Regions from separate parts of the Macaca mulatta genome. Here region 1 is linked to region 2. The links are chromatin contacts, called in public Hi-C maps. All regions are on one chromosome and are shown on one strand. Each heading gives the region's core, a stretch centred on a gene start, on an enhancer-like site or on the middle of the called end of the contact. The rest is flanking DNA. Distances are from core to core; before and after follow the strand shown. Region 1 overlaps LOC100423770 (guanylate cyclase 2G-like). Region 2 holds the start of GPAM (glycerol-3-phosphate acyltransferase, mitochondrial).

Evidence for each region. A called contact is a pair of places that touch in the nucleus more often than the background predicts.
Region 1: a contact with region 2 is called in a Hi-C map of fetal cortical plate, with 2.4 times the contacts expected there. The contact joins the enhancer-like site here to the promoter of GPAM in region 2. A contact is called at or near these places in 4 of 14 Hi-C or Micro-C datasets (cortical neurons, fetal cortex germinal zone, fetal cortical plate and 1 more).

Annotation. Positions count from the first base shown.
Region 1 is chr9:124,457,375-124,464,585 of T2T-MMU8v2.0, forward strand. LOC100423770 (guanylate cyclase 2G-like) reads right to left here. Exons shown (of 26, transcript XM_077947987.1): 21 at 6,555-6,695; 22 at 5,498-5,690; 23 at 3,509-3,686; 24 at 2,321-2,419; 25 at 1,475-1,497; 26 at 977-1,251. The coding sequence ends at 1,147. Among named protein-coding and RNA genes, the nearest start is that of TECTB, 27 kb to the left of the region's middle. Within about 2 kb of position 2,412, at least 5 of the 40 cell types and tissues checked have an H3K27ac peak or open chromatin away from gene starts, as enhancers often do. A contact at or near this core is called in fetal cortical plate, where this site is marked.
Region 2 is chr9:124,339,475-124,346,960 of T2T-MMU8v2.0, forward strand. GPAM (glycerol-3-phosphate acyltransferase, mitochondrial) reads right to left here and starts at 4,394. Exons shown (of 21, transcript NM_001266771.1): 1 at 4,312-4,394; 2 at 3,191-3,321; 3 at 1,979-2,101. The coding sequence starts at 3,292.

The DNA of each region.
Region 1 (7,211 bases), core at 1,162-3,661, 120 kb after region 2:
TCAAAAGCTTCAATAAATCAAAAAGTAGTTTATTTCCCATACAGGTCTCAAAAGTATCTCAGCAAAGGCAGCTCAAAGACCCAGCAAGAAAGAAACTATTTCTGGTCTCATTGATTTTCGCTCCTTCAATCATGGGAAGTTCAACAGGAAAAGGTCTCAAACACAATATTTCATTCAAATTGCTCTGCCAGATTCAGGAGCAACCACACAAAAGATATCTGGATGTGAGGAGTTGCAAGAGATGAAGAAAGAAGTACTATAAATGCATTAGTGGTTCAGCAAATCTATTAAAAGATCCGCTCAATAAAACAACATGGAATCCTATTCATTATGTAGAAGGGAAAACTATCGTAGCAGGAATCGATGGGTTCGTCTTTGTCTACTGGAAATTTTTTTAAATTAAAGTCTCCATAAATGACTGAGAAATTCTTCTTAAAATTCAAGCCTTGACTGCAGGAGTTTTTGCTCTGTGAGTAGGAAAGGAATTAGGCAATACATTGGGAAGAGGGCATTATGCATTTGGGAGCTGCCCCTCTCACAGTAACTCAGGGTTCAGAACCAGGCTTTTCAATAACTGCAGAGGGCTTGGCTGCTTGAAATAGTCTCGGCCCTGTTGGATTTCAGGGGCTGCTCATGGCTTAGAGCTTTTTTTCCTGAACACATTCTCAAGATGCTGTCAGATATGGGCTCCTATCTCCTTGCAAGCTGATTAACTGATAAGGAAAATCAGCACCAAAGGTTAGAGAGCAGGCACCTTGCACAGGAAAGACAGGCTTCATCCTCTCCACTTTCCCCTCCTACAGAATGAAACTGGGTTCACTGCAAATTCTCAAGTTAATGGGCTGTAAATATCTGGCAGCTAGGGCAGTTGCACAGGGCTGAGAGCCACAGGCCAGCCCTGGCACCCCATGAAATGAGTTCACCATCTTCAGCTCCTCCAAGCCTACATTTTCTGGAGGCACAGGCTGGGAGCAAACACCGGGATTGGAAGAGGCCAGCTAGAAGGCTCCCCCTAGTGGGAGACTGGACCAATGCCCTGGAAACACACCTCTTAAATGGAATATTGACCGGGTCTCAAAGAAGGGTTCCCAAAGACTTTCACATGACTCCACAAATTCACAAACATCTTGAAAGAAAACACTCACCTCACAATATCTCTGGGACTTTGGCTTTTTCCTGAGTAAATTCGGGGAGTGGAAGAGTGAAGCCTTCTTTACCTTTCAACCAGAAAGTTGTTTGCTCTCTTTTGCCCTGTGGAAAATTTACAAATTTAAAACAAAACAATGTTAATCACCTAAATCTTTTTGAAACTTACATCACTGAGTAATTCTTTTTTACATGTCCCAACTGATAAACAGCATACAAGTGCCTGGCAATGGTCAATGAAATAAAATTACTATAAAGCAAAAGGATGTAATATTCCCTGGAGGTCCTGGCTATAGATTTCTTCTGTACCACGAAGAATATACTCTACCTTGGAGAAGGGCAGATTATCACCTATGGGCCAAATTCAGCCCACTACTTGTGTTTGCAAATAAAGTTTTATTGGAACATGGCCATGCCTGTTGATTGACGTATTGTCTATTGCTGCTTTTGAGCTACAACAGCAGTTAAGTAGTTACAACAAAGACTCTATGGCCCCTGAAGCCTGAAATATTTACTGTCTGGCCCTGTATAGAAAAGGTTTTCCAGGCCAGATGCAGTGGCTGATGCCAGCTAATCCCAGCACTTTGGGAGGCTGAAGTGGGTGGATCGCTTGAGGTCAGGAGTTCAAGACCAGCCTGACCAACATGGTGAAACTCAGTCTCTACTAAAAATCAAAAAAAAAAAAAAAAAAAAAAAAAGCCAGGTGTGGTGGCACATGCCTGTAATCCCAGCAACTTGGGAGGCTGAGACAGGAGAATCCCTTGAACCCAGGAGGCAGAGGTCACAATGAACTAAGATCACACGACTGCACTCCAGCCTGGGTGACACAGTAAGACTCCATCTCAAAAAAAAAGAAAGAAAGAAAGAAAAAGTTTTCCAACTCCTGCTCTTCATTTAAGTAATTTTATTATATGCATGTGTGATTGCTTAGAATGGAAAGTCACAGAAGAAAGGAGGGTATGTGTATTTGCATGGTTCTAACGAGAGCACAGTGCAAAACCCTGTCTATAAAGTGTGTGATCAGTGTTGCCTGAAGTGGATAATGATCTTATCCTCCAGAAGGAAAACAGTAGGCAAAAAGCAAACGCCTCTTCTAAAAGTATCCCCTGGTTAAAGCTAGGGGCCTGGAGGGATAACAATATTGTGTTTACAAAGTGTCATCAGTGATACCCACGCAAACTGCTGCTCTCCATTCTGGATGCCATGTTCACAGTGTCTCCAAATAGACAGTATCTGGGCATGGTAATTCCCACCACACCAGCCACCACAGGACCTGAAGAGTGGAGAACCAAAGACCATAACTGCTCTGCATTGCCTGAGGCTGGACTCTATGATGCGCATCAAATCAACAAATGTAGTGATGCGCCCTCTTGGGGCAAAGTTTGGCAATAGATTTTAGGGTTTACAGAAAGGAGACCAACAGAACCCCAACTCCTGCTGGAAAGCGACATCATCACGGTCATTAAATGACCGTGTCACTCATGAACTAGAGCTGTGAACAATGCCAACAGTGGCACAAACATGGGAGCAATTCATTCTGAGGATGGAGTTTTGTTTTTGTTGAGCCCTGGAAGATAGGTAGTAGCATAACTGGCTACAAAATTTGCTGGAACAGGTGCAGAGTGAAAACACAGGATACTTTGTGCAAAGATGATTAAGAATTGCCAGATGGTAACAGAAGAGCATGAAATGAAGCATGGACCACTTCTGCACAGATCACATGCCCATGAGTTGGCAAACACAGACCACATCAAAGGGCATTTGATGTTGAGGCGTGGAGGAAAAGTAGCCCTATATAACCCGTCCTGGGGTTTGGTCTCTTCCTTTTTTTTCTCTCTCTTTTTTCTTTTCTTTTCTTTTTTTTGACAGGGTTTCACTTTGTTGCCCAGGCTGGAGTGCAGTGGCACAATGTCAGCTCACTGCAACCTCCGCCTCCCAGGTTCAAGCAATTCTTGTGTCTCAGCCTCCTGAGTAGCTGAGATTACAGGTGCCTGCCACCACACCTGGCTGGTTTTCTGTATTTTAGTACAGACAGGGTTTCACCATGTTGATAAGGTTGGTCTCAAACTCCTGAGCTCAGGTAATCCATCCATCTCGGCCTTCCAATTTGCTAGGACTACAGGTGTGAGCCACCGCGCCCAGTCTTTATTTTTGGTTGAATACATTGAAGCCACTGTGTGTCCTTGTTGTTACCAAGCAACCTAGCTAAATAGAAACACACATGCAGAGACAATTCAATCTTTTATTTCCCCTAAAGAGGTTACCGTTCAATGTCCAGGTTCCTAAAAGCCTTGGGCACAGGAATGGAACCCAGAACGACCTGCCGTCATCCCTGGACCATCAGGCCATCAGTTTTGTCTACCTGTGTGGAAGCCAATCCGAAGCTGGAGCTTCTCCTGGAGCAAGTGCCCAGTCTGGAAGCAAATGAATGGTGGCACTGAGAAGTGCAGGGACATGGTGGCAATCTCAGCCACATGCTGGCTTCAATTGCAGATAGGGAGTCTGCTAGCCACCATGTATGCGTCTCCAGTGGTCTCAACCTGAAAACAAAGCGAGAGTGACCTTTGTTTCCCATGAGGGAGGCCAAGGGTCGGGGTGGGTCAGAGATTAAGGCCCCACATTCGTCCCCAGCCTCGAGGCCCTGTTTTTGGATGTGTCACACTCCCTGACCTCCACCCCATGCAAGTTCCAGCATTTCTTCAGTTCCTGCCCTTGTAATGGCTCTTCCACAAAGCCCACCTCACCCTCCTTCCCCCAGCCTCCTTCCCCACATTTACTGTTTCCTCCTCTGAAATCCAATAGCAGCAGTGACTCTATTTCCCCAGCCCAAATTCAGAACCAGTGAGACAGGGAGCAGTGTGCTCCTGGAGTCAACCAGGAAGGGTGAGGTGGATCGGTCAAGCAGAGACCATCTCCCCCAAACCGAAATGTCCACGCCCCACACAAGGGCTCTTAGACACATTTATAAATGGGTAAGCATTATACATTATACAAACTGTATTCATATATATAGTATGTATCTGCCTGTCTGTCCTCTTCCCCCTCTATCCTCCTAATAAAATCAGCTTTCAGATCTGTCATTCACAAGAGAGAAATAAATGACAAGTAGTTACAGCCCTTTCCAGACACATTTGCATTTTAGCAGAATCCAAAGATGATGTGGTGAAGGCTGAATTGCAGGCATCAGCCAGACGGTAAGAACACCTCTGTTCTGGTGACCCCGAAATGATGCGAAGTCAACCAGTCAACAAGCCTCACCTGCTTCTGGGTTTCCTCTCCCCACCGTGATAACATCCTTTAGAAATACAAACTAAGTTTTAAAATGAGCTCAAGCAAAACACAACTGAGCAGGTAATACTAAGAGGAAAATCCCAGAAGACGTCCTCCTGAGCAGGGAGGGCTCTGATTTTGTTGGGTGTGTGTGGTCTGCTCTTCAAGGTTATCTATACTATCCTTTCTTTCACCCTTGAACAGAGGCGTCATTTGAGGGGAACACTGGGAGATCAACATTGAAGATGTGTCACTCTGTCACTGAGATATGTGACCATATGACCACACTGTCCCCCAAATCTCGCTGTCCCCAGGTCCACAGGCAGAGGCAGGGCCCTGGGATTGTGGTCGGAGCTGGTGCACTTGTGGCTGCCCACCAGGCATATATGAGCACAGGCACACGGTACTGTGCCTGGAGTCATGATCTGACCCCTTCTAAAGAGTCAGAACACACAGAAAGCAGCCCTCATCACCACCACCACCTGGCAGTCATGAAGAGCCAAAATGTCTCTGTTTTCCCCATCAAAAATGGTTTTCACTCTAGGTGACCGTGTCCTTCTGTCTCCCAGAGTAGCACCCAGCAGGTAATTGTTGCTGCCCCCCTTTTAGCCATGAGTCTGATAGTCTAAAATTGGGAGTCTTTCTTCACTCTGAATTGCTAAGGATCAGGACAACAGAGGTGAGACCCACACAAGATCCAAGGACAATCTTTGAAGGAGACTAAACAGGAGCCTCTCTGCCTCGGAAGGAAATGTATTTAGGAAAGACGGGAAGGAATTAGCCAGTGGAAGATCAATGCCTCTTTTTAAAAAGTGTTTACTGTGAGATGAAATAATGGAAGGAAACAGAGGAAAAACAGAGGAAACTGGTGATTTTTGACAAGCACATACATCTGTGACTAATCAAGACCTCTTCCAACAAAACATACAAATAAAATACTGAGTTTCTGCCATGAAGTGACATAGACTGAAATGGAGTTTCCTCCTGGCTGATGTCTGGAATCAGTTCCATCCTCCGTCAGGCCACAGAGACAGCCCGCAAGGAGCACGCATGACCTCACAGCCAGGATGAGACGTCTCACCTTATACTCACGGTAATTTGTGATGATGTGATCGAATAAACTGTACAGGTCATTGAGGAGCTTGACGACTTGCAAGGGGGAGCTGAGAGAACATAGCTTTGTGAATCCAACAATGTCAGAGAAAAAGATTGTCACAGACTCGAAATGTTCTGGTTCCACGGACCTTCCAGCTAGGAGTTGTTCTCCAGTGAAGCTGAAACCAGAGAAAGGGATCATTTTTTAATGGATCTTACTCATCTCATCTCCTACAGGCTCCCACGAAGTTGTCCTCATTGGTCCTTTTGCTTCAGTGGCTAATCTTTTGGTTAACAAAATTCATTATCTACAGGAATTCTTTCAACATCCACTTCTCCACTTGCATTCTCTCTAAAGAGATATTTTAATTGATGGGTATAAATGGTGGGGTGGGGGGGTAGGAGAGAGGGTCACATAATGCCCTTACAAAAAGGATTTTCTTGATGTATATTGGTTATAGAGTTAGAGTGTAAAGACTCTGCAGTTGTGGAAGCGAATATAACCATTCACCAATCCACAAATCAATTTCATTTCAGTCAACCAATCTCACTAAAAATCCCTGCCCCCATGTCTTTGGTCTAGACATGCAAGAAGTGCACAGGAATTTTAACAGCAAATACTTCTGCCAAGTGTTAAGAGAGTGAACATGTAGAAACAGAACCAAAAAATGGAGCAATATTTGAATGTGAAGCCACAGGTACATATTAAACTGTGCAGAGGTTTTGGACCTACAATCAAATACAGGGGAGGTAGCAATTAGTCAGACTCGTGAAACGAGGGCGCCATCTAGTGGCTACTCTCCTGTTGCTGCATCCGCCACCCGCCACGTAAAAGACGGACTGCAGCCTCTATTCCTATGGATTCAGGAGAGTTTGCTTCTATCTCCCTTTACAGGTGTACCAAACTGCACAAAAAATGCCTGACCCTTTTTAGAAGAGCCTGACATCCTCTTAGAAAAGTAATCATGGAAATTATCCCGCCTATGTGGGGCTGCTAGATGGTGATGCTGCAGCTTTGTCAAGTCCCCACTGCTTCCGAATACCTGGGCGTCATAGTGGACAGAAGCTTCTCCACCTTCCTCTTCTCTGCGGTCAGCCGGCTGGTCCTCTCTTGCACCAATTCCTCCAGGTGATTGGCATACACTTCCAGCTTGCTCATCATACTGGCCAGTATGCTCACGTGGCTTTAAAAGAAATCAGACATTGATGTTTTCTCCTAAGACCCTTAGGGCCTCAGTGGAACAGAGCTTCCAACTACACATTCCAGGAAAATATTTCTCACCTTTCAGGTGTCCTAGTTAAGGGTTGGCAGCGGACATCAGGGAGGTGACAATGACAATGCAGCTGCGTGACAGGACAGAGCCTTTCACCAGCCCTCTGAGCTTAAGCTGCCTCCTTCATTTCTCTGAGTCTCACTTCACTCATTTGGAAAATGAAGATAATCACACGTACCTCATGTACGTACGATTACACTGTTATTTTGAGGATGTAGGGAGATAACATGCATAAAGTGTCTAGGGCCACATCCATCCACAGGCACTCAACAAATAGCCGCCTTCAATGGCCCATTCCCCGCTTCCCAACAGACATTGAGAATGCAGATTGTGGGATGGGTCATTCCTTTCTTTTCAGATGGTCTAATGTAAGGGGCAGTTCTAGATTCCATTAGTCCTTTGTTTTCGAAGGGTCTTCAGAGAACT
Region 2 (7,486 bases), core at 3,144-5,643:
CTAGGAGACAGAGGTTGCAGTGAGCCAACACAATGCCATTGTACTCTAGCCTGGGTGACAAAGCAAGACTCCGTCTCAAAACAAACAAACAAAAAACCGACAAACAAAAAAAAACACCTTAAAACCAAAGGAAATAGTACCCCTTCCTGCTTGACTCCTCATCTCCACCCTGAAAGAAGTGAAGCTACAAGAATGTCAGAGATTTCAGGTTTCCCAAAATACAAAGACCATGCTAAGGACCATGCAGTTATTGTTGCTTACTAAATCTCCCAAAAATCCTGACACATAAGAGTTATCACCATTTTCTAGGTGAGAAACTAAGGCTGGCAGAGGTTTAGGATTCAATCTTATGTCTTGATTTAAAGAGTATGGTCTTTCTATTACACCCAAATAACTGTCCACTTAATGAGAAATCGCATGTCTACTGGTCACCATCTTTACATGTGATCTTGAAAGATAATCCAGAGATAGCTTTGCTGAAAAGACAGTCTATAGTTTTATCAATATGGGCAAAAAAGTAACTGTTCCACACTCAAATGCTGAAAAAGCACAGTGTTCCCTCAACAAAAAATATAAAAACACTTAACTGTAATCTCTTTAAAGGAAAGGAAAATAGGATTTCAGAGAAAAGATAGCAAATATCATAAAGTTACCAAAAAAAACTTTTTTAAGCAAATTATTTTAAATGATCCTGTCATGGAAGTAATTCAAGATCAAGTTCAACTCCATCAGGTACTCTAGTAGGGCAAAAATCACTTGTCTGTTGTACCATCTACCCTTACTCCAAACCATCACCACCACCAAATATAGCCTCTGACTTAAGAACACTTTGCAGTTATTGTTTTAAGCATTCAAAATTAGAATCAGACTAGATATCAGATTTAAAAAGAAAATGACATTCTGTTTAAATCTTGATTTCAAGTGGCCTATTAATCTGAACTAGCCTTACTCCTAGGCCAGAAATTTCTGTGATCCTTGAATTCTACCAAATTCTTGCAACAAAGTACTTGTGGTTTAAAAGAAGAAATATTTATAACAAGACGTTCTTCAGCAGACCTGAACATTTAACATAAACTGCTTGGGTTCCACACAAATCTCTCCCATGTTAGTAAATCCCTTTAGATCAGACTCAGAATTCTACTTTCTGCCAAGCCAACCTTGAGCAGAAAATTCACACAGCACAATTACCTAGCCACACAAGTGCAACCTCTATAAACGGCAGGCACTTAAACGGCAGAATTTCTACATCCTGGTAACTGGATCCCAGAGAAAGCTTAACATCAAGAAATGACTTTTAAAAGGCAATTCTACTGCCTTCGAACACAACCACATGAAATTCTATGTTCCTGTGCTAACTTGTCCTTCTCTTCAACTACCACCGAAAACATACCTCTCACCCACTCAACTCTTCTCAAAGACTACACTGTAATGCAAAAGATATTGCATGGCTTGTGTTTTTTCACCAAAATACAATCAACAAACCCATATACACTCTCTTAAATCTTCATTCTAACATTTTAGTGACAATCCTTCACTATCACAAAGTCAACAGACACCTTCCATTAGCAAAGGCTCAGAGCAAAGTCACAGCTTTAACTTCTTACTCTGTCCCATTATCTCTTTCTTATCTTGCTAGGATTTTAATGTTAAGTGCTAAAGTTCAACAACTAAAAGTTCATGAAGGTTCCCACTAACTCCTTTGAAGACTTAACTGAAAGTAAGATCTACTCTCCCCCTTAAAATCCTACTAAAACCTCAAAAGAACTAGAATGTTACCCAGTATCAATTATGGGACCAATATTTACTGAATAAATGAATGGAAACAAAAAGTGTGACAACATCTTTACTTGAAATATTTAGTTCATAAACATGGGTCTCTGTTCTGAAAGTGAATTTAGTCCAATAAGACCGCCTACTACAAAGTTGGAAATCATATTTTATGCTGAGTATTAAGGTCCATAAGCAGTAAGGTTCTTACCCAGCTCTGGGGAGTGCAGGAGTAACAACATCTTCCAACAAATGGCCTTTTCCGACTCATTAGGCTTTCTTTCCATTTTAAAGTTGCAGATCTGAAGACAGTAGGTCTAAAACCACACTCACCCTGACAAATATTAAGGAAAAAAATAGTTTATAAATGGCAAGAGAATACTTGTCTACTTGATCTCAAAAACTATTTTGGACAGAAGAAAAACTTCTGGCATATTCGGAGTGATTTTCATTTAAGTACTCCCTCCATGATCAACACTTGGATAAAAGCTTACCACATAAGCAAACGTTGAGCACCCAAGCATAGTAACAGCTACACACTGAAAGCAGTATTCAAAAATTTAAAAACTAAATTGTAGAAGGTCAAACAGACTTCTGATAGCAAGATAAATAAATTCAGACTCCGGGATCTCTAGTCTAACAATTAACCTTACCCCCTTTTAAATCACACAGTCCCACTACAGAACATGAAGGCCTTACATAGTGAGCAAGTTTTTATAATTTTACTTTAAATTTGGAAAAAAAGGTAAACTTATATAACATTCCTTTATCTTATTAAGGGAACTTAAAGACCAGAATTTAAATTATAGCTATGCTGTTCAATTAGGGTCAAACCTTGCTCTTCTATTCTAAAAATGCTTAACTTTGAGCTCAGTTGCTCAAATCTCTGTTATACAGATATAACATTCTCAAAATTAAGCAAGAAAAAAAAACCCCACTATTTTTTATATAAAGACAATTGAGATAATATTTAAAATACATCATGTTATACTGAAATAAGAAAAACAATCCAAGAAAATGTATGCCTTTTGGATTGAATTCATACTATACATTCCTATTTTTAATTTTTTAAAGTTTATTTCTATTATAAAATTCATGCTTTTTAAGTATAACTCATGGAAAGTACATACCAAGAGAAAGAAAGAAACAAAGAATTTCTTACCCAACCCAAAACTACTACTTTTTTTCCTATGCAAAATGATTGTTTCATTTTCTAACATCATCAGTGTACATTAATTTCCTAACCATTTTTTCTTCCCAATATAATGCCATAAAAATTTTTATTAGGCTTCATAAACTTACCAGTTTCTGTAGCTATTAATCGCGACGTGATATTATGTTGCTGCCAGTATGTGCACCTTCACAAACACCACTGAAGTGAACATCTTTAGCCTGAATGCTTTTAACGCTATCCTAAACTTACCCATTCCTCACTTGTGTGCTTACATCGACCAACACTGTATTCTGATGAATTCGGCAGATAAGAAACATCTATTGTACCAAGGGTCAGTGCAGATTCATCCATGTCACAAAGTGTAATTCCCAAATCATGTGCTATAAAAAATAAGTACCACTTAAATTAACAAGGAATCAAAAGAGTAAATACCAGAACTCAAAATTCTGATTTCTACATTACTTTGCTCCATAATGGGATAGCAAATGAACTGATAGACTTCTACGATGTTGAGTTACAAGGTAAAAACTGACTTTGATGTGTTTATATGAACACAGTTAGGCGGCCCTGACTAGAAAAAAAAAAAAATCAGCATTTGCATTCTAAGACTTCCTGAATATATAAGGATACAACATTGTATCCTTTGTATACACACAAAACAGCTATGAATAGTATCCAAACAAAATATAGTATCCAAACAAAATGGTTTCCAAACAAATTAGCTATGAATTGTATCCAAACAAAATAGCTATGAACAGTCATTTGCAAGTGAAAATAAGAGCTTATTTTTATTTCGTTTTTGTTAATAATTGAATAGTTCCTGGCAGAATGAAGGCATGTTTATTTAATTAAGGCAATTAGGGCACCCCTTAAGTTCCCCTACTTAAATTGAATTAAGATTTTAATTTTCTTGTGATGTCCTAAAAGAAACATTTTCACTTTTAATACAAAGGTAATACAAAGCTACAAAGCTCTGAAAGAAAAGCACACTATTTTGAAATATCTGATGTATAAGTTTTCATCCTTTTCGATAAGCTTTTTTCCACCCTAAGGAAAAAGGTTCACTAAGAGTAAACTCCTAAAATAGATATTAACCCCAAATAGAAAAACTTTCAAACATAGTCTCTAGCCTTAAATTATTTTTGATTTTGCCTGTTTCTCACCTGGCCTAAAATTATTCCTTTAACATCCTGAAAAGTCATGTCTAGATTAATAGTGTTCCTTTGGAAGGCATATTCCAATCTCTTTACAATCCCCACATGGGTTTGCTCCAGTCACTGCTATTCTCGGCATAACCACCTATGTTCTTAACAATTTAACATAAGTACTATCTAACATAACAGGCTAGGGGAGAGAATAAACCAATGCACCTGGGATGAAAGTTCTTCTGTTTCATAACATAAAACTTCAGGACTCAGCTATCAGTTTCGGGTGCAGAATGTCCATACAACAGGGGAGCCGCTGCTGCCTGAGAAAACGAAGTGAAGAAGGGATGAGGAGAGGACAAAGAGGCTCGCTTGTGCCAATAGGAGGTCCACGTTTTGCACTTCCTCCCTCCCCACAGTTCGCTCAAGGTCAAGGAGTAATAAAGAAGCAATATCCCAGAGGCACCAGCCAGCATGCGCTGAGGGAAGCTGACTGGAGGATCTGAAAAGGACAGAGGCTGGAAGACCGGCTCTGAGGTTTAAATCTTCCACTGCTTACCATCTGTGTGATTGTTTTATTACCATAAGCTGGTTAACTTCTATGCCTTGGTTTTCCCATCTGGAAAATGGGCAGAATGATAGCTCTTACCTCCTGGGTTGCTGAGAGGACTGAATAACATAAACAAAGGGTCTAAAACAGTGTGTAACACACAGTGAGCGCTCAGTCCAATCAATGGTGACGCTGTCATTATCTCCAGCATACCGGCTCCTTTCAGAGCACCCCTTGCTGCCTCAGTGTCCCCCAGGGACCCAAGCGGGCTGGCTGGCGGCGCCTCCGCGCGTGCAGATGCTTAGGGGACTGAGTCCATAAGGACTCCAACCCAGAGGAACCCATGCCCCAGTCTGGTCCCCCTAGGAGAGATGAATCCTGCCCCCACCCCTGCACGAGCCCGACCCATTTCTCAGGGAGAAGCCCGGAGCTCGGGGGTCGGGGAAAAGGGGACACGACTGCCCCAGCAACTTGCAGGTCCCGCACCAGCTCCATGCACTTGTCCCGGCGCTCCCGGCCAGAGCAGCCTCTCGCAGCCCACACCTGCTCTCGCAGTTCGCACCCTAGCAGCTCCGGCTTCGGCTGCTGCAGCACCCCGCACTTCAAGTCCCGGCCAATGCCTGCTGCAATGGCGCACCATGATGACGCAACCGGCGCGTGGAATTGACGCAGGCCACCGGCGAGCCAGCGCCGGGGGCAGGGCCCGGCCTGCGGGTCTCGGGGAGCGTGCGTGGATCCGAGGGTGAAATGTGTGTACTCGACTGTGCGTTCCTGTGTGTGGCTAAAGATAGTGTGTGAGCGCCTGGACAGATGGTTACACTGCCTAGGCCATGCGTGTGTGAGTGTGTGTGGGTACGTGATTCTGCTTTGTGTGAATTCAGCTTATCTGGGAGGTTGTCCCTCTTCCAGGCTTTGTTGGGAATGTGCGCGTGGGCTATCAGGTTATGTGTGTGGTCTGAATTTTTATGAGATCTGTAAGACTATGTAGGATTTATTACGAATGGGAGAGGCAGGGATTGCAAATGGCCATGCTGTGTAATTTCTACAAAAGTGGCTGAGTGCCTTTTCCTTTAAGGAGGAGAATGAGATATGTAAAGAAGCAAATAAGGTTTGTAGGATAAAAAGCCTGAGTTAGGAGAAATAAGGACTTTTTTCCCCCTTTGGACTATATGTTGCACACCATAGTGAACATAGTAAATAATGTATTATACAATTCAAAATCGCTAAGAGTACATTTCAAAAGTTCTCACCACAAAAACAGGAATATCTGAGGTGGATATGTCAATTAGCTTGATTCAGTTATTCCACATTGTATTAAGTCATAACATTGATTTGTACCCCCTAAATATATGCAACTATTTAGTTAATTTAAAATATAATTTTAAAAAAATGACTTGAAGGAGTCTGAGTTGAAGTTGGCCTACCTTTAGCCCTTGGAACAAAATAACACTGACCATGAAGTTCTTTCACAATACTTGTCATGCCATTGGCAAGGCCAATGATTATCAAGAGCATTAACAATTTAGAAGGAAAAATAACCTTTTTTATCCGGGGGGTGGTGGCACACACCTATAGTCCCAGCTGCTCAGGAGGCTGAGGTGGGAGGATTGCTGGAGTCTGGTAGGCAAGGGGTTGCAGTGAGCCAAAATTACACCATTGCACTCCAGCGTGGGCAACGAGACCCTGTCTCGAAATACAATAAATAAACTTTTACATACACTCAAGCAACAAACATTGAGTATGAACTAGGATCTGGGAATACAAAGATGATTAAGGCATATGCCCTTCCCTCAAGCCTCTGCTGCCAGTCCTTGTCCCTCATATACTCACTAATCCTAATCCCCTATTCAATACAAATCTTCGTGCATATCCACCTGGAAAAAAATCATCTACAGCCCCTCATAGGACAAATGCCTGAGCCTGGAACACAATAAGGCCTCCACAGAGAGGCCTCTGCTATTCCCTCTTCTCCAGCAGAAGCCTTTTACTTCCTCTCTGGTTGTTCTTAGACAAGCCATGGGTACTCATCCTCTTAATTCTGCTTATACAGTTCTCCCTGAAACTCCACAGTTCCTTCCTGAACTAGTTCTTCAAGCCTTCCCTAATCTCTCCAGCCCTCAATAACCACACTCTCCTGTGACATCTCAAATATGTACTACAATACCACACCTTGGATCTTTCTCAATTTCTGTCAAGTCTTCTAGAAGATTACAAACACATTATGTCAGTGACTTGCCTCAGTCTCTTAGTTAACACCAAAGTCTCTTGTTGTATAGTAAGCACTCAGTACTTATTGGGGCTAAGGAACAATAAAAAAAAAAAATCCTTCTCTTGAATTTTTCATGCCTCTGTGTATAAAGCTTGAACTTTCTTATGCCTCGGTGTATAAATCCACCCCAAAATGCAAATGTTCTCCTCTTTTGCAACAATCAAAAACAATGGGAGTTTATATTCATATTTTTTAAAAGATTTTGAGCTTCTTGAGGTCAAAGACCCTGTCTTTATTCAACCCACACACATAATCTTAGCAATAAGCACACACTTAAATACTCAAGTACTTTATGCTAACTAGAGAAAGATGAATTTTAACCCCAAAACATTATGAAATTTTGTATACAGGTTATTGGCCCATGACAAGGAAAAAAAGAAAGAAGGGAGAAAATAGGGGAAAGTATTAGGGTTTGAAGTAACTACTATAGAGAAAGTAACAACAAATTCACTAGAGAGAATACCACAGGAGTTTTAAAATGTAAGCCAAAGGGGAAAATGGATCATCTTACATAAAATTCATTCATAGGCCACTCTTCGGTAATGCCTGTTTGTTGCACAGTCGTTACTGAGAAGCTGATG